Linked DNA regions of Mus musculus: regions 1, 2 and 4 are each linked to region 3. Evidence: chromatin contacts called from public Hi-C and HiChIP or PLAC-seq data. All regions are on one chromosome and are shown on one strand. Each heading gives the region's core, a stretch centred on a gene start, on an enhancer-like site or on the middle of the called end of the contact. The rest is flanking DNA. Distances are from core to core; before and after follow the strand shown.

Region 1 (4,304 bases), core at 852-3,351, 1.0 Mb after region 3:
TTTTTCGAGACAGGGTTTCTCTATAGCCCTGGCTGTACAGGAACTCACTCTGTAGACCAGACTGGCCTCAAACTCAGAAATCTGCCAGCCTCTGCCTCCCAAGTGCTGGAATTAAAGGTGTGTGCCACCACTGCCTAGCTTTTTGCTGATTGTTTTTGTTTTTGTTTTTTCTCGAATGCATTTTTATAACCAGCAAAACTCATGTGAAATAAAATGTGTTTCCTGAAACTAGGCCTTCAGAAGACCTTGCAACACCTGTTTTCATTCTCAAGTATTTTCATCACTGTGTAAAGATACTTGCTGTGGCTCTGGGCAAATGAGATATCACACAAAGGAGGGTATAGATATCTACCAACAAAGCATCAGAAATGCATACAGGGCATTAAAGATAATCCTTACCTACCTAAAGATAAGCATTACCTACCATCCAGCCTTATATGCTACACATGTGTATTAACATGACTTAAACTCTAAGGGGATAACAAGCAGAACTATAAATAAATGAATAAACTGAATAAAATAAATAAACTGTTTATTGAACTCAATGTATTTTTGTAAAGTTTGTCTTATAAAAATTAATGGATACAACATAAAATTTCAAATTTTACAATGAATTATTAAGGGTAATAAAAAATTGTCTCTGAACATGAAAGGGAAAGTGATTAATAGTTTTCCAAAATAGATATGTCAGAAAATACTAACTGTTGGTAAGAGTCATTCTTTGTTTCTATTCAGAAGAGTTCAGAAGTGGGATTCTTTTCTCATTTCCTCTTAGTGGGAACTAGAATTTTTGAGAGAATGATCATATTTGTCTAACAGAAGACCTATTTTCAGCATGAAATTATTGCTGTGCCTATATTCATGGCTTCCCCAGATAACAATGGAGCAGCAGTGGGAAACAGGATTGTGGAGGTGGCTTTGCCTCACGCAGGTTCAGCATGGAAAACCACATTGGCTAAGTAAGATGGATGATTACTTTTTCTTATTTCAATGTTGTAATATCACATTGAGAATTTTTCACTATTTTGATATAATAATGCAATACAATGAAAAATACAGAATGTGTGTAAGTATGTTCCTGGATAGGTTAAGGCCCTTATTATGAAAACTAGGAGCATCTTCCAGAGAAAAACGGTGTTAAGAATAGAATATGTTGTTAGAGTTATTTTTTCATGACATGAGAAAGAGATTCATTGGTCCCAATTTTACATATCTGGAGAATTCAACATTTAGAGAGAGATGATAGCTACAATGGTTATTAATTCACTTCAAACTGTATTTTGGACTCTCTTGGAAGCCACACAGAGCAGCAACCCAGAGTGACTGGAGTGTAACTGATCTCTCAGACAGATCACATAACACTGTGACTTTGGTTACTATATAAAGTAGTAGACTTTCCCAAAATATTTTTATGTCTTCGTGTTTCATTTATTTTAGTAGAAGTGGCTGTTTCGTGCCAAGCTAAATGGAAATACTTGAGTTGACAGAAACATTCTATACTATGACCTTTAAGTCACTGGGAAGAGGCTCAAAACACCTCCTATGACTTATTCAAATTATAAACCACTGTATATCACTTTTTCCCAGAAAGAATAATATACACACAATTATAAAGTACCCCCTCCCCCCAAAGACTCAAATAGAGTAGAGAAAAGGTCGTATCCCTCAACATGTACATGTGTTTTATAAAAGCTGACATAGCAAGTTTTGACAATATCCGCTGTCAACACTGAAAGACTCTGTGTAATCACCACAGTAGCCACTGAATCTGGAAGAACTGCCCAATTTAGAAAATAGTGGAACCGTCTATTGTGATTAAGCCAGGTGCCTATTTAGCCTACCTTACCCACCTCAAGAAAAATGGATGCTTCAGCATTGTCAGATGTGGGAAACACTGATTATTTGACCCTGTGATGACAAGCTCCAGGGATCTGCCTAAAAGAGATTGAGTAACCTAAAATAGAAAAAGAAAGCAGCCATCTGGAAGCTGGTGCCATGCAGTGTATAGATCGAATCTATCAAGGCAGCAGGAGATACACCTGCAGGCTGAAAGAGAGCTACAGTAGTGTATCGCAACACCTTGCGAAGTCTAGCACAGGCCCCTCAGCAGCACACATGTTCACAATGAAATTTGGTTTTAGCAAGGCAATAAGGCAAGCATACTGCTGGTGTGTCGTTCACTTGGAGGCAAATATTCACTTAGGGTAATTAGCTTGAATAGTGAGATTTTAATCATTTCATTCTCAACATAAATATTTGGCTAATCGATATGAAAGGTATTTATTTTCTCTATAGTTGGCTTTGCTTCTCAGCATTAATACTGTGTGACAGATGGCTGATGTCATCTCTGCTTGGAAGAACTCAGTTGGCAATATTAGCATGGCATATTTCTGGGGATTTGTGATATGCTAGAAGATGAAGAAAAATAAAAGAGTCCAAAAGGGTATTCCCCAAAGCAAATATATTTATATAACTTAGTCGAGTGTCTTGTTGGTTCATTATACAGAAATACATGTTCCATTTAATTAATACTTTGTTTATAATTTAGTAAATATTAAGAGTTCCTTTGCATATACTGTATGAACACTCGTAGTTTACAATATCACAGAGTTATAATAAATAAATACCTTTCATATCGATTAGCAAAATATTTATGTTGAGAATGAAATGATTAAAATCTCACTATTCAAGCTATCTTCCTTCTGCTAATTATTCATTCAACTATATCAACAGTTATTGCATTAATATAACAGAAAGGGGTATGCTGTGTCAGACTAGACTTTCATGGGGCTAATCTGATGAGTCCTAAGTGACTCTTGTAGTGGGTCCTGCAAAGGGGAATTTGTTGCTGGCAAAGGGTCCATTAGGTTATCTTCTGCTGTACATTTTTCCTCTCACTACTGTCAATGGTTCAAAGTGGCTTTTGTAAAACTATTAAGTTTTAAAAGGGCACAAGTTCGAATCAAAACTGAGTTATGCAGTGAGGAAATCCGAAGGTGGGAGTATATGATTTTTTTTTTTAATTGAGGGAAGATGGAGAAAACTCATTTGGTCAAAATGCTTGTCTTGCAAGCCTGAATAAATATCTGAGTTTGAGTGTCCAAAGTCTGCATAAAAGCTAGTAATAGCAATGCCTTTCTGAAATTCCATTGTTCCTACAATAATATGTATGTCAGAGAATCTTGTGATGCTCATGGGCCAGTTAGCCTGATATAAACAGTCTAAATAACAAAGACCCTATCTTAAAGTTTTAAGTGAAGACTATAACAGAAGGTTTTCCTCTGACCTCCACATGTGTTCAGTGGCATATAACACTCTACATACCCCCCTCCACACACACACACACACACACACACATCATACATACATCATAATGACATATAATGCAATGGTGATAGATGAACGATTTATTATATTTGCAGTGTATCTAGACAGTCTTTTGGTCACTCAACACGGTAACTTATGTAGCAAATTTCTGGACAAATCATTGAAATAGTTAAGATGTTTTGCTGTAGGATATATGTGGCATGGAACACTTGTAGAATGTTCTGAAGGACTCAGAAATAATTTTCAGTGGAGTTGAAACTCAAAGTGGGATAAATGGCCCTGGAGTTGGTGTACTAATTGATATCCTGTAGCAAGTAAGGGACACATCCCTAAAAGAAGAGGGATAATAAAATGGTGACAGCCTGACATGTATCAACAAACACTTGTGTATTTGGCTTAACATCTTAGAAGAGTGTAGCTTCCTGAAGAAAGAGATTCAAGTTGTATTTCTCATTGTATCCTAGTGGCTCTGTTAAATGGAATAGTAACTTTAAGGTAAATGGGATTGCAGTAAAGGAATAAAGAAATTGCACAGACAGAACAAACATATGATTTTAAATTATAGTTCTGGTAGTTGTTTTTATCTTGAAACCTATAGAATTTCAATAGGGAATCATCATTTTAAAAATTTTCCCTTCCTTCTTTCTCATTTTTCCAGGAATACCTTGGATTAGCTCTGGCATTGCATGATTTCAATCACTTGCTTAACTTAATGATCGTTTTCTAACTTCATATTCTCAGTTACTGAAAACTAAGGACTACCACTTAATCATATAAAAATATGAGTGCCAATATTTATATTTAGCACATATATGTTTTCAGGTTCATAGGGGAGCTGTCTTGATATATTTATCTTAAATTAAAATCTCATAGGCATAAATATTCTATAATCAAAGATTCCTCAGGAACTAATCCTTTATTAATGACAGGCATTTGGCTGATAGAGCACAAATGTAACTAATACTTTGCCATGAGTG
Region 2 (4,630 bases), core at 691-3,190, 520 kb after region 3:
TTCCTTAACTTTGAGTGATTGTATGTATGGCATTAGTGGTACTTAGGGGGAACCAAGTGGATGTAGTTTTTTAACTGCCTGGAACCTATTTAGGCTTCCTGCTAATTTTAGACCCTTTTGTCTACATTATATACACATATTGTTGTCTATTTTTACCTTACGTTTGTGCCAATTGTGACACAAAATATGTCTAAGAACAGACTTTCTTTACATACAGACTAATAATCCATAGTGCTGAGAATCTATTGGCATTATAAGAAGCAGACTCTCTTAAGGTATTCACAGCAGTTCTGTCCCTCTCCAGAGACTTCTATGGTGCCTTAAAGTTCATTGCCTTTTAATTTTGAAGAGAACTCTTAAATGGCAAATTCTAATAAAGACTAATTGGTAAATGCTGTTTTTCAGGAACTGTTGCTTAACAGAATTTTTCACACTTGCGAGCTTTTGTGGCTAGGACACAACTTGGTATCTCTATTGAGCAACTGATAGCCTTCATTACACTTTTGAAGGATTTTACTTAAAAAAAAAAAACCTAGAAAACAACCCCAACAAAACAAAACTCCCCTCTTCTTTCCCTCCCTCCCTCCCTCCCTCCCTCCCTCCCTCCCTCCCTCCCTCCCTCCTTCCCTCCTTCCCTCCTTCCCTCCTTTCTTCCTTCCTTTCTTCCTTCATAGTCTATCCCTCATCTCCATTCTGTTCCTCATTTCAGGGTCTCATAGCCCAGGGTGGTCTAGAACTCATAATCTCCTGCTATAGTCTTAGTCTCATATTCAGCTCCCAGGTACTGGAATTTCCAACACACCTCACCATGCCTGGCTTGCTTTCCTTTCATTTTGGCACCTGTCCCTGCTGCATTCACTATTGCTTAGAGCATTTACTGTAAAGATTGTGGAAAATTAAGATGTGTTCTCCCCTTTGACTGCTGGCTTGAACGAATAGTTTTGTTTCTGCTCGATCGTATCACTACTCACAGAACAGTACACCAATCCATGTGATTCAACATGATTATTTGTTCATTTCGAAAACACAAACTACTTAAAGATGGGTGGGGTGGGGTGTGGGTGACAGATTGCTGCTAACCAAGGGAAGACACGAGCAGAGAGATGATTCTCAGGACTCTTTTTGTTGATAGGACATAACTTGGAATTTTGAGGAAACAAAGGCTCATGCTCTGTTTTGGGCTTGCTCAGGCTGAGCATGATCTTTCCTCAGACTACCAAAGAATGAGGCTTAATGAGATCTAGACTGCACTGGGGTGAGAGAAACAGGCTCCTCTCTCTGTATGCCTCCGTCAGCCCAGCGTGATGGTGAAGTGGAGTGGTGCCATTGGGAAGGAGAAGTGGTTTTAAGCTCTGTTGGAAAGCTCTGTCCTAACCACATCCATCTCTATGACCGTCACATTTGAAACCCTTCTGAGACCTTTATGAAAGCCACACTGTGGACATTCTGCTTTAAAAGGAAAAGACTCATATACATGGTGACTTTTCCACTTCCGCCTTATTTTTAGCATCCAATTAATGTTTCCTAAATGAGTTTAATTTTCCAGTTTGGGGTTGGCTATAGTTTTCTTAGATGCTGATTTAGGCAACAATTATTTGTACTTGAGCTTATTAATTGGCATACTGTTCCCCCTGCTGCCTCACTGCCAGCTGCTGGTCACTCTTTCTTCATACAATCTGAGCAGAGTCTTTTTTTTTTTCTTTCTTTTTTTAACAAATGCAATAGAACACCTTTACAAAGGGATCATTAAGCAGTTCCTAATCTGGGATTTCTTTTTCTTTTTCTTTTTTTTTTGTCTGAAAGTTCAGGAAGGAAAAGACTGCTAGTGTATGGCAGAAGGGAAAATCTGCCTCATTTTGGTGAATTGCACAGTCTGTTCTTTCGTGATGCAAACACATTCCCTTATTTCCATTTAATTTCTATCCAAAACAATGGTGACAAAGGATCCTATTGTGACGTTGAAAAGAGAGAACTGTAAGCCTGGTTTAAACCAGGACACAGGGAATTCACAACATGAAGGCTGTTGCTGTTGCTCTTTCTTTATGCCTTAGATTTGAAAGGTGCGTTTAGAAGTCATATATTTATGAACTCTCTCTCTCTCTCTCTCTCTCTCTCTCTCTCTCTCTCTCTCTCTCTCTCTCTCTCTCTCCTCTTTGTGTGTGTGTATGTGTGTGTGTGTGTCTAAGTGTGTAAGCCAGTTTAAGACTCAGCACTAACAATAGGATTCTGTTTTGGTGGCAGGTGGCCCGGCGTTGGGGCATTCAGAAGAACAGGCCGGCGATGAACTATGACAAACTTAGTCGTTCTCTCCGCTATTATTATGAGAAGGGAATCATGCAAAAGGTGAGATGATGATTCATTAAAGCTCACTGTGACGGTGCCCATTGGTCTCCACGTCATATTTTTAGAGAGCACATTATCAGGGCTTTGCTTCAGTCAGGCTTTCCCCCATGCTGACACAACTTGGCTCCTGCTTAGGATATCAGGACTCTATTTATAACTTCATGGACATTGGACATAAATGTATAGTGGTATCTACCAAATGACAATCTTTCTGGAAGCTTTCACTTTGCTACACATGGTAAACAGGTAATTTCAGTATTGATACTGGATCTCCAGGTCTCTAAAGGCTGTAATTTTATTGTACCTCAGAGTCACACATTTTTGAAATGCTTGTTTTTTTTTTCTTGTTCTATTTCTTTTTTGCCCCTACCTTCCTTTGGTTTTTTAAGACAGGGTTTCCCTACAGAGCCCTAGCTGTCCTGGAACTCACTCTGTAGACCAGGCTGGCTTTGAACTCAGAAATCCACCTGCCTCTGCTCCCAGGAGCTGGGATTAAAGGCATGCGCCACCACCACCCGGATCTCTTGTTCTGGTTCTTAAAACACTCAGGCAGCCCTTGTTCTTATTAGAAAAAGAAAAAAAATTTTTTTTCTTGCTAGATATCTTGCCTTATCTCATCACTTGACAGTTTACTATCCCAAACTACTTGCCTGAAATAAATGTTTCATCTTATTTGGTTCATAGAACAAAGTTCAATATATTTTAATTCAAATGAGCTTTTAATATTTAAAAGTTCTTTTGCATAAAATACAAAAACATGGATAAAGATAAAATGTACTTAAAATATAACATTTATAAAGGAGGCCATGAATAAATGAATATATGAAGATAAAACATTTGGATATTTGTTATTATTTCCTTCAGCCTTGTGTGGTCTGTGGCTTATATAGCCCTACATGTAGATATGAATCCTGCATGGAATGGACTTTGCGGATGCCACTGTTTGGTACTAGGAAGGGAGGTTGTTTATCACACCAACGTGCAAAACTTGGAGTCTGCATGTAGCTAGTAACCAATCAGGGCCCCTTAGACTCTTAGCAAGTTCTCTTAGCCTCCTTATAAGCACAGTGTGCTATTTTAAGAAACATTCATGACTTCTATGAGACTTCTTTCTAGAATGTTCTGCCTGTTTCATGATATCTCTTGCTATGGGTATCGACTATCCTCATGGCAAAGTAAATTGTAGCATAGTTTATTCAGAGGAACTCTGTGTCTCCCCATTTTATTACATAAAAATATATAATGGGGAATTACATTCAAGTCTGTATGACCATATTTGCTCATTGGCTTAAAACCTTAATTAGGCACTTGTGCTGTGTGAAAAGAGCAGTTGAATTAGAAGCCTGAAGAGTAAAATAAAAATAACCAAATGGGTTAATGCAAATGAAACATTATAAATGGTTATTAATTTCCATATTTCTGAAATAGAAATGAATGCTGAAAAATGTTTATTGTACTTCGTAGATAAAATATGTGCACATCTTGTTAAACATGTAGCAATGCTTAGAATACTTAAGCAATACATAAAATATTTAAGTATTACTATACTAATATAGTAATGTTTGTATTCTGCATAATACAATTATGTTTGCTTCTTTTGCTTATCATCTATATTTGATATTTTATTTATTTAATTTAATATTCATACATAAATATAATTTATTTGGGTCAAATATACCCCTATTCCTTCTCCTTCAAATTTTAGAAAAAATTATTATATTTATTTATTTACTTATTTATTTAGTGTGTGTGTGTGTGTGTGTGTGTGTGTGTGTGTGTGTGTACCACCAGTGTATGTGTGCAAGTCAGATGATACCTTGCAGTAATCAAGCTTGACTTTCCAATCTGTGGGTCCCAGGTGTCGAATTCTGGTTGTCAGGTTTGGTGTCAAGTACCCTTGCTGAACCATCTTGAAAATTTAAAAGTTGAAATGTAATTTAAATATCTGTCTGGGCTTTATTTGACAGATCTACCTCCCTGTTTACTTCTGATATGTTCCTCCACAAAATCCCTGTGTTTTGTCACCTCACTGTTGCCTTTAGCTTTACCTAATAACCTACAGGGCTTCTTACACCACAACTGTATCACTAACCAAGGAGGGCATCATTCACTCTGTTTGTATGTCAGCTTTAACGGGGTGGAAAGTATGGAGGTAGCATGAAAGTGTTCCCTCACAGGAAACTAGAAGGAAGTAGAAAGCAGAAGTTCCTACGATATTTGATGATTTCTGCTGCATATTGTACATTTAAATTCCTCATGATGAAATCGTTCTCACTTATTACATTGC
Region 3 (4,716 bases), core at 1,990-4,489:
AAAAGAAATGAAACTAATTTAAGCAGCAATTAAAACTCCTTTTTATAGTCACCCTAACCCTAATTTATCAAAGATTTGATGTGCTAAAGTCTCAGAACTTAGTCCTCCTTGTGTTCTGATCTAATCTGTTGTTGTTGACAAGATCAAATTGTGTCCTGGACATGGAAAAAACAGTCTAAACTAATATACAATGAACAACCAACTTTTACCAATGATTATACTACCTTGATGGAAGTTGAGAGCAATATTGTTTCCTTCTTTTGTTCATGGGTAGTCTTGAGCCATCATTTGTAATTGATTAGCGTTCCATATCTTAATTTCTTAGTGTATATAATCTTAATGTCATCTAAGCGAGTTGATTTGACATGAAGCGTACCTGACTTCTCATCTCTACATGCAGTAGAACTCACTATATCAATAATATGATGAAAGTGTCATGTAGCTTTTCAGGAATAAGATCAATTGATACTTCATAGAAATCCTTCCAGGGAAAAATTTGAGGACCCCTGTTGTAACAGTTCTTTATAGGGCATATTAAATATAATATAAGTCTATCTTGAACTATTTCCAAAGAGGTTAATCACCTCATTATAAGGTAATTTTACCTAGAAAGTAATCCCCTGACATGGCTAATTGGAACTAATTAGATGCTCTGGGCTGCTTCTGGCCCCACCTAAGCATTACTTACTAATACCTTTCTTTTAGAACATATGTGATCACACAGGCATGCAAAGGATCAATTTCTGTCTGAACAAGGTTCATTCTGAAATATTAACATGGAAAGGCTGTTTTTCTGTGGGAGAAAAAGAAAGGATTCCTTACAGATAATGTTCTTTGAACAGAAAAATATTCAAGTATGTAGCATTTTCAAGTCTACATTTTCTTGTGTGCACTTTACATGAACCATATGCACGTGAAGTACATATTGTACCCAAGTAAACCTCTTCTATGCATTGATCAGAATTAGTTCTAAAATGGAAAGGAAACATCATTTTTTGAAGTTATTTCTTTATCATTCTTATCATTATTAATTATTTTATTTTTTTACATCACAAATAGTGCCCCCCATCCCGGTTCCCCTTTGCAGAGTTCTTCTCCCCGCCCCATTACCCCTTCTCCTTCACCTCTGAGAAAGCGTTTCTTAAATGGCTAAAATTTCTGGAAAGATTTAGAAATTAAAGGCATAAAAACCTTAATGTGAGCATCACAGTCCAGTTTCTCAGGAGGACCCACCTTCTGACTTTGCCCTCTGGTAAGAACCCTTTAATAGTGATTACCAACCAGTATGTACTGTTGTCAGTAGTCGCTATTTCACAACATTCTCACTGCCGCCAAACTCTATCTTCCCCTCTCTAATGCATCCATTCTTATTCCCAGGACTCTGATTCTCCCATGCTTTCCTTGTCCTACTTCTGTGACTGTCATTGGAAAACCTGAGCTAATCATTAAGACCAAACTTGTAATCATCCTTGGTGAACAGTAAGAAGCAGAAACCCTCACAGGGGTGCAGACAGCTGACCCCACTCCGAAGCTGACTCCTGAGTACTTACGGCCAGGTGTTTGAACCGCAGAGCTTGCCCATCCTGTAGTGACAGAAGGCCTAAAGCAGACAGCAGATCTTTACCTTTTCACTTAATAAATCCCTTAATGATGGTTTGGAGTGTTGCTCAGTTGGGAAAGTGCCTGGCTAGCAAGCATAAAGCCCAGAATCTGATCTTTATCTGCCAAGTAAAACGAGGTGTGATGGTGCACGTCTATAGTCCCTGCACTTGGGAGTCAGAGGCAGGAAGATCATAAGAGCAAGGTCAACCTCAAGTATATAAGATTTCAGCCAGGCGGTGGTGGCACACGCCTTTAATCCCAGCACTTAATATATATATATATATATATATATATATATATATATATATATATATACACACACACATATATATATATATTATTTCAAACCCAAACCAGTGTGTGTGCATATACATTAATGTGTGTGATGTATGCTTGTCTCTGTGTAAAATGTATATACATATATATTCGTATATATGTGTTAGTGATGATACATTCTGTCTGTCTGTCTGTCTCTCTCTCTCTGACACACACACACATCTTCACTAATGAAGTGTTATGGAAGAGCAGATTTTATGAAGTAAGACTAAGGAAATGTAAGGAAATGTTTTGATTGTTGCCTTGCTGAAGCTGAAGAGAATATGTCTGTGAAAAACAAGAGGCTGGAAATGGAAGTATGAACATGCAGAATGGATGAAAGCAATGCCAAGCAATAAGTCAATACAGAGGAAAGGCTCCCTATGGGGTGATGATGACAATGACTAGACCAGTTTCCTATCTGTTGGATATGAGATATTGATGCACCATCCATACCAATGCTACAGATAGCAAACCAATTGAACAGTCATTAGGTAATCTGCATGCTGGAGCCGATCACCTACTGCCATGATTGGGTCACTTTTGTCCCATTATTTGCAAAACTGGAGTGATTCAGCATGGAGTGAACTTAGCATGGTCTAAGTTACTTAACTTAATTTGGTTATTTTAAATATAATTGATGTGTTATGTTCAAGTTATCCACTTAATATCATTGCTAAATTATATTTCATACTTTTTGAAAAAAATTATTAAGTTTACTTTGTGATTGTTCATTTTTAGTTGATATATCAAAAACAATGTATTTGAATTATTTGGTTATAGTTTATTTAAAAGAGCTTCTTATTAATAAAGAATAAAATTAATCAAACATTTCAGTTATTTTAATATAATTAATGTAGAGATGTAATTTAACTGTGATCTTCAAGGTGTAATTGTATATACATTTTGGAATTCAATTTAAAATATACATTTTTAGTAAGTTCTCAATATGTAAAAGAGAGTGAGGATATCAGAAAGGAAGGGTTGAAGGAAGGAAGGGAAGGGAGAGAGGGAAGGGAAAGAGGGAGGAAGGGATGTAAGGAGAGAGGGAGGGAAGAAGAAAGTGGGAGGGAGGGAGGGAGGGAGGAAAGAAGGAAGGAAGGAAGGAAGGAAGGAAGGAAGGAAGGAAGGAAGGAAGGAAGGAAGGAAGGAAGGAAGGAAGGAAGTCACTTTTTATAAGTCTCTAAAAGATTTTTAATACGTTGGTGAAATTGTAGAATGCAGCCAGCAGAGGGCGAGAGCGCATATGCACTCAGCATTGCTGTAGTTCAGCCTGCTAGAGAATGTTGGATGAGTCCTTGCTGAATATGCTCACTGGCAAACTCATTGTTTGGTTGTTGCGTTGCCAGGACTTAGATTATTTACATCAGTAGTCCTTCTCATGTGGAAGTATGCAGTTCTTCTAACGAAGTGTAATCTGAGTTGTGTTTGAATGCCAGCCAGTATGCTTGAGAGTCTGTAATAAAGCGCCAATGTCTCAGCAGTGTGCAGCAGGAGGGCAAAGGACATCAATGCACCCCACCCCACTGACTAATTAAAGAGCTTTGATCACATTGGATGAACAAGCCAGCCTTAACACGTGGAAGGAGCTTTGCTGCAGTCAAACTGAAAGTCTTAGGGTTGATACACTGACTTAATTGTAGATTACTAACTATTAAAAAAGCCAAAGTATGAGATTATTTTCTAATTGGAACAGAGTGTATTCTTTAAAATGTTTCTTACTTTTTGTAAGTAAATATATGGAGAAATTAACTATATCAGCATTCCTGTGACACACTATGATGCTAAATTTATTTCCAATATAATTATAATTTTAGAATAATATTTGACAGATTTTAATAATATAATAAATACCAACTTCTATTTAAGTATATCTTTACATTCTATCTTTGATATGTTTGTTATTTCAATTCTTCTTGTATAGCCATTATGAAAGCAAGCAAAAAGTTTTAACACAAAAGCAAGCTACTCGCAAGCAGAAACTGTGGGCTACTGTTCATTGGAGGTGATTAAAATACTATTTATTCTAACAATGCAGGTTCTTTTCCTACCATTTATCAGTATGCTGTGATCTCTCCTTATTGTGGTATACAGCACGCTCTTCCATTTGTGTGTATTTGCACATATGATGTATCTATGTGGTGTGTGAAATCTGCTTGCTTTTAAAAGCTGGTAGGAAGCACATTTGCTTTTGATCTTCTGTGTTGTCAATGCTGTCACATCCCTTTGTGATCCGACACACTGAGCATGTAGTAAACACCTTAAAAACCTGTGGGAAGTTCATTTTAATGTGTAGCAGCATGAAGGGTTGCCATTTCTCTTTTTCATTCAATGAAGTTCTAGAGCAGTGTTATTAGCAAAGATGACTATTATTTCAAAAGTGACAAACCATCCCACTGGTAGGATATATTAGTTTACCTCTAAAGCTGTTCCTTGTCTTCCACAACAAGGTGATAATTGGGTTTTCAGATTAGAATAAAATAATCATGTCACTTATGGAGATGTCTGCTAAAACATATTGCAGCCTCATAAAAATTTGAAACAATTAAAAGCTGCAAAATATGAACTCTTAAAGTGATTGGAGCTGCTATCCCAAGTTAGTCTAAGACTGGCATAGCTCCCCTCTAGAAGGCTAACAGTTGGAGAAACACAGTAAAAGGCAGTTAACTTTACAAGATGAGCACCCATGTGGAGTTTCGCTAGAATATCCGCTCTGTGGCATTTTAATAGGAGCTGCAAAAACACAACTTATAAAGCCAAGCCACTAGTGACTTTGACTTTCCCGAGGCAGACCTTTTC
Region 4 (4,831 bases), core at 1,546-4,045, 710 kb after region 3:
GTTAATGTCGTGTCCCCATAGACCACAAAGTCTGTATCTGAAAGTTCAACAATATTACACCACACACTAGAAGCCACACCTACTTTATTGTGAAAAGTCTTAAGATAATAAAGATATTGCTTTACTTTATAACTATAAAAGACATTGTAATACTTTTAAAATGAGTGCAACAGAGGTCATATTTAAGTATTAAGTTTGACTCTCTTAAGCTACTCTCCTGCAATAAGTACTCATAGTCTATGAATGTAGCATTATTTATCTGAAGACAACTTTCAGCCTGTATTTAATAAGAAATCTTAATACATCTATGGAGAAAGAAGCAGTGAGATCAGATTTAAAGAACAGAGGAAAAGTATAAAATTGAGAGGTGTATACAAAGCATTGTTCTTTCCCGAACCCCCAATACAGCTGGGATATCATGGTTTAAGATGATGTCATAATTTGAAAAGTGACCCTTACAGGACATGCATTTGAATACTGCTGTTTTCATGTCCTCTTCTCTCTTCCACTTACTTTGGCATCTTTTCCCTCTCCGTTTTGTCCCCCTACTTCCCTGCCCCTCCTCTGTCTTCCTCTCCTCTTCTCTCTCTTCTCTTCTTCCCTTTCCCTTCCTCCACCCTTCTCTGTCCCTTCCCTCCCCCACTCCTTTCATTTTTCTCCTGTGGCCCCTTCCTTTTCCTTCTCTTCACTTAAAAACATGAAGTATTGCTCAGTTTCTACTTTGGCTATTTTAAAGTAACATTTATGCATCATAAAAACACTCTTCTCATAGGGTTTTAAGGATCAAGAATTTGTTGTTCATATGTATTGGAGTTGGACCAACAGCAGAGAGTGGCACCCTAGATCCAATTTATTTATACTTGACTCTGCCCCAGCCAGCAGTACAATGCAAATTTATAAATCTCAACATGAAATGAATTATAGCTGACTAGAACACCTTTTTAGACAATTTACTTTGAAATTTACTACTGTACCATTTATATTTGAAAAATCACAATACCTTATCTCCAAGTTGAGAAACATCAGCCTGTATTACAGTACAACATGGAATGGATGGATTTCTAGGTATATGTGAGAAACAATGAAGTGCTACTAAACTGTAGACTAAAACTAAACCCCTGTACAGAGCCCTGAATTATTCAGGGCACCTACAACAGGAGATATAACTGCCCATTCTGCTCATGTGTCAGCCCATGGCTACACTTCCAACCCTCTAGTAGTTTTGTTTTTGTTTTTGTTTTTGTTTTTTTTTGGTTTTTGTTGTTGTTGTTGTTGTTGTTGTTGTTGTTTTTGGTTTTTTTTGAATAGGTAATGATATCAACAGTACTATAAAACTGTATCAGTGAAATATTGTGAAGACATGTGTCATATGCTGAATTAACTTAGAAAATAGTAATGGTTGTTTTCATGATAGGTTAGGAAGAACCCTGGATAGTGTGTTGAATAAAAGTTTCCCTTAGTATCTGTTGGTTTTAAGGATCATGGGGCTTAGAGAGGAGTAAAATCCAGGGCTATCTGCTTTAAAAGACAGTCTATTTGCTCAAAAGAATCACTTTGCCTCCTTCCCTATTATTGCATGTGAATGATTTGTTCTTCACTTCTTATCTGAAAACTTATTGCACTGATAGAGTTGGATAGGCAAGAAACTTCAATGAGACTGCTTTGTAGTATACTCCGGACTTTCTCTTCATATACAACAGTGACCAAAAGTACAGGGAGACTCTATTTAGTAATGCTGATAGTGTGGCTGAAAGCCATTTACTTTTCTAGAACATAGCATTCTTCCAGGTTCCTGTGTAGAGGTTTCTAAAATCTGCTGTTCTCTTCTGATGAAAATATTCAGATCCTAAGTTTGTATCTATTCACTTCACTGTTGTTCCATGTTTAATAATCCTACAGTTCACAGCCAGTATGGTATGCAGTCTAGCCAAGAGGTCCTGTATGCTGGTGATGGAAGGATGCTCTGGCATTGAATCAGACCATTTGGACTTGAATCCAGAGTCTAGCACTGATGGGCTGTGGAACATTGTGCAGGTGAGTTGCCCTTTCTATGCTTCAATTAACTTTTGGGAACATTAAACAGGTGACACTGTAGAACATGTAGCATAAAAAGGAATAACAAGTTGGACAGGCCTGACCTTGTACTTGATATAGAATCTATACTTAATACATTTGATTTCACTAAGATAGTAGAAATTAAACTCTTAAAATCACTCATTTATAACTCCACAATCAGTTTTTCTTTATTTAAGGTTCAAACTTTGAATTCCTTAAGTATACATACATACTCAGTTAATCTCTGTATATCGGTATTGTTTTATGTCTCTCGTATCTCTTTCTGTTCTATTTATACATGAGTATATACATAGGTATATAATTTTATATGCACTCATATGTACACTCTACTTTGATTAGTAGAAGAAATTACATGGCTCTATATCCATTGAATTCATGAGACTAGTATAAAGAACAAGGAGATAATACTAGATTAAGAAAAGAATGCCTTTAGTATAAAAGCACTATTTATAAACACAATAGCGCAACATAGTAATGCCATTCATACATAAAGCTTATTATTCTCTCTCTCCCTGGAAAGTTACATTTTATGAAAGAATAGTGCTGAGGAAAATCTTCTTTCTTACTTTCCGTATTCACTAATTCTCTTATTGCACATCTAGAGTTACGATAGATTAATAAAACAAAAACCCGACCTGACACTGCCAGTCCCAGTGTGTTTGTATTAACCTCTGACATTTACAAGTGAAGACATACAGAGCCTTCTTTTGTTTCCTGGATAATCGCTCAGGTGTTAAAGAAGAGTTGATTCAGTTTTAAATGGCACGATTTTCTCAAGCCTTGAGAAAATAGTGGATGGATTTTCTCCCTTTTTTCCATAGCTCAAATACACACACGGCAGAGTCGTGTCTAACTGTTTAGTTTTACAAGACTGAAAATATTGAATTCAAAGCTTAGGTTTTAGTTCAGGTTTATTCATCATGTTTAACACTGCCTAAACTTCACAGGCAAATCGGAAATGAAACACAATTGAAACTAAACCAAGTCTTTTTTGCCTGTGAAGGGGCCTTAATATTTCATTTTATGTTTTCAGATGGGATCTAATGAAAACGTGATTTTATACAGATTCCTTGTGTCAATTATTCACCGTATTTCTTCTAAGCCAATCTGTGCGTTCAACTTGAAGCTTCATTAAGGATCAAGCCAAGTAGTCTTTACAAAGTAAAGGGTTTCGGTGATGGACAGATGGCGGCTTTCATGATGTCAGGAAGTGTCAGATATTATCGTTGGCTCTGGAATGGTGGCTACTATCCAAACAGATTGGGAAACAGACAGAAAGAGCAAGAACACCATTTGTTTTATTTAGATACATTGTGAACAGAAGGAAGCAAGACAGAGCATACTTTTACACATCTTTTTTCCAGTCCTTGTGAAAACAGTTTAGGATTTGTTATGTTATATTAGCCCTTTCATTATGCAAAGGCATGTGAAAGCCAGAGAAGCCGGGGAAAGAATTTGTCTCATTGTGATTTTCTATGAAGTTTGTTTATTTTTATTCTTAAGGAATATGCTTCTTTTAAAACTCCTCTTCCATTGGAAGGATGAATGCTTAAGGTAGAGAGAAAGAAGGTGAGGCTCTTCTGAAGTGTTGATTGCTGAGAGCATGAAGAGACTTTTGACTACATGATCCAGAATGTGGGTGTCTCAGAGAACTTTAGCAAATTCTCAGTCCTCAGTCTGAAGGTGTGTCTTGGTGAAAAGCCCTGAGATTTGTTTCTGTGAGGATTTAGCCCCCATTGGCAGCTAGAGGGCAGTATCAGCTCCAGACAAGTTGGTGGAGTCCCACTACAGGATCAAAGATTAGTGATAATCCACCAGGAGTTCTAGGATGAAGCCTAGCAGCACATTGCCAGGGGACTTCGAACTTAAAGGCTAAAGGCATTTTAAAGCACATTCAATTGATGAAAGGTCTGTAAAATTTATTTTTGTAACTTCCTTATAATCAATTAACTGGATTCCTTTCCTCCATTTTAGTGGAGGTAAATAAATTTGTCCTAATTTTGGTGAGGTAGATACCTAATGGTATACACTGTCCCACAGTTGAAACTTAAAATCATGGCGAATTTATTGGAAATTTGGTCCCTAATACAATGTATTTTAATATGAGGGACCATACCAAATTCTTAAACATTAATGAAGGATACAAATTTCTTAAGCAACCTGGATAATTTTGGCTATATGGAATATACTCATTTGCAATCTGGAAGGCGCCAGAAGATCTTTGTAGGCCCACCTTTCTTACACGTCATAGAGGTCCATTGGGAACGTTCGGGTGGCGGTGCAGGGTGACTGAGAGGTTAAGACTGCAGCCCTCTGTCTGCTTCATTCTAACAGCTGTGTAAATGATGCGACTTCAAAGTCTAACTATACACAGACTGGCATTTTGGCTGAAGAGTCAGAGCATTCCTCAAATAGCAAGGCCATAAGAACTTTGGTGTTTAGAATGACTGATAAAGCGGTTTCCACAGCACAAGAACCTTTTGAGTTTTTAATGTGACCAAAAGTACCTGGGAGCTTAAGGAGACGGGAAGAGGCCCTCAGCCATCTTTGCAGGCAGCTCCTCCCACCCACTCAACTGCTGGTTCTTTGTAAGGAAAAACACGCAGATATTTCGTGCAAACTGATCCACAGTGTAGGAGTGTAATAGTGTTGTCAGCTGTCCACTGAGAGGGGTTGGAGAGAAGGCAATCGTTTTTATTAACTATTTATTTACTTTACATCCCAATCCACTTTCCCCTCTTTTCTATCCTAACAG

The links. A called contact is a pair of places that touch in the nucleus more often than the background predicts. HiChIP or PLAC-seq counts read pairs in DNA pulled down with a chosen protein or histone mark.
Region 1: a contact with region 3 is called in a Hi-C map of cerebellar granule neurons, with 3 times the contacts expected there. The contact joins two enhancer-like sites. A contact is called at or near these places in 3 of 484 Hi-C or Micro-C datasets (cerebellar granule neurons and cerebellum), 1 of 115 datasets of contacts at active chromatin or transcription factors (a beta-TC-6 cell line) and 2 of 9 other capture datasets (embryonic tail and embryonic trunk).
Region 2: an H3K27ac HiChIP or PLAC-seq map of neural progenitor cells shows a contact between it and region 3, with 7 times the contacts expected there. The contact joins two enhancer-like sites.
Region 4: a contact with region 3 is called in a Hi-C map of cerebellum, with 3 times the contacts expected there. The contact joins two enhancer-like sites. A contact is called at or near these places in 2 of 15 datasets of contacts at CTCF or cohesin (pro-B cells and stem cell-derived epiblast-like cells) and 10 of 484 Hi-C or Micro-C datasets (the N1E-115 cell line, brain, cardiomyocytes and 4 more).

What each region holds. Positions count from the first base shown.
Region 1 is chr12:39,337,125-39,341,428 of GRCm38.p6, forward strand. No RefSeq gene overlaps it. Among named protein-coding and RNA genes, the nearest start is that of Gm24069, 120 kb to the right of the region's middle. Within about 2 kb of position 2,102, at least 5 of the 459 cell types and tissues checked have an H3K27ac peak or open chromatin away from gene starts, as enhancers often do. A contact at or near this core is called in cerebellar granule neurons and cerebellum, where this site is marked.
Region 2 is chr12:38,859,046-38,863,675 of GRCm38.p6, forward strand. It overlaps Etv1 (ets variant 1), which reads left to right. Exons shown (of 13, transcript NM_007960.5): 12 at 2,242-2,343. Among named protein-coding and RNA genes, the nearest start is that of Gm34611, 46 kb to the right of the region's middle. Within about 2 kb of position 1,941, at least 32 of the 459 cell types and tissues checked have an H3K27ac peak or open chromatin away from gene starts, as enhancers often do. A contact at or near this core is called in neural progenitor cells, where this site is marked.
Region 3 is chr12:38,339,567-38,344,282 of GRCm38.p6, forward strand. The region is part of intron 21 of Dgkb (diacylglycerol kinase, beta); the gene reads left to right. Among named protein-coding and RNA genes, the nearest start is that of Gm52011, 26 kb to the right of the region's middle. Within about 2 kb of position 3,240, at least 25 of the 459 cell types and tissues checked have an H3K27ac peak or open chromatin away from gene starts, as enhancers often do. A contact at or near this core is called in cerebellar granule neurons, cerebellum and neural progenitor cells, where this site is marked.
Region 4 is chr12:39,045,341-39,050,171 of GRCm38.p6, forward strand. No RefSeq gene overlaps it. Among named protein-coding and RNA genes, the nearest start is that of Gm34662, 64 kb to the left of the region's middle. Within about 2 kb of position 2,796, at least 9 of the 459 cell types and tissues checked have an H3K27ac peak or open chromatin away from gene starts, as enhancers often do. A contact at or near this core is called in cerebellar granule neurons and cerebellum, where this site is marked.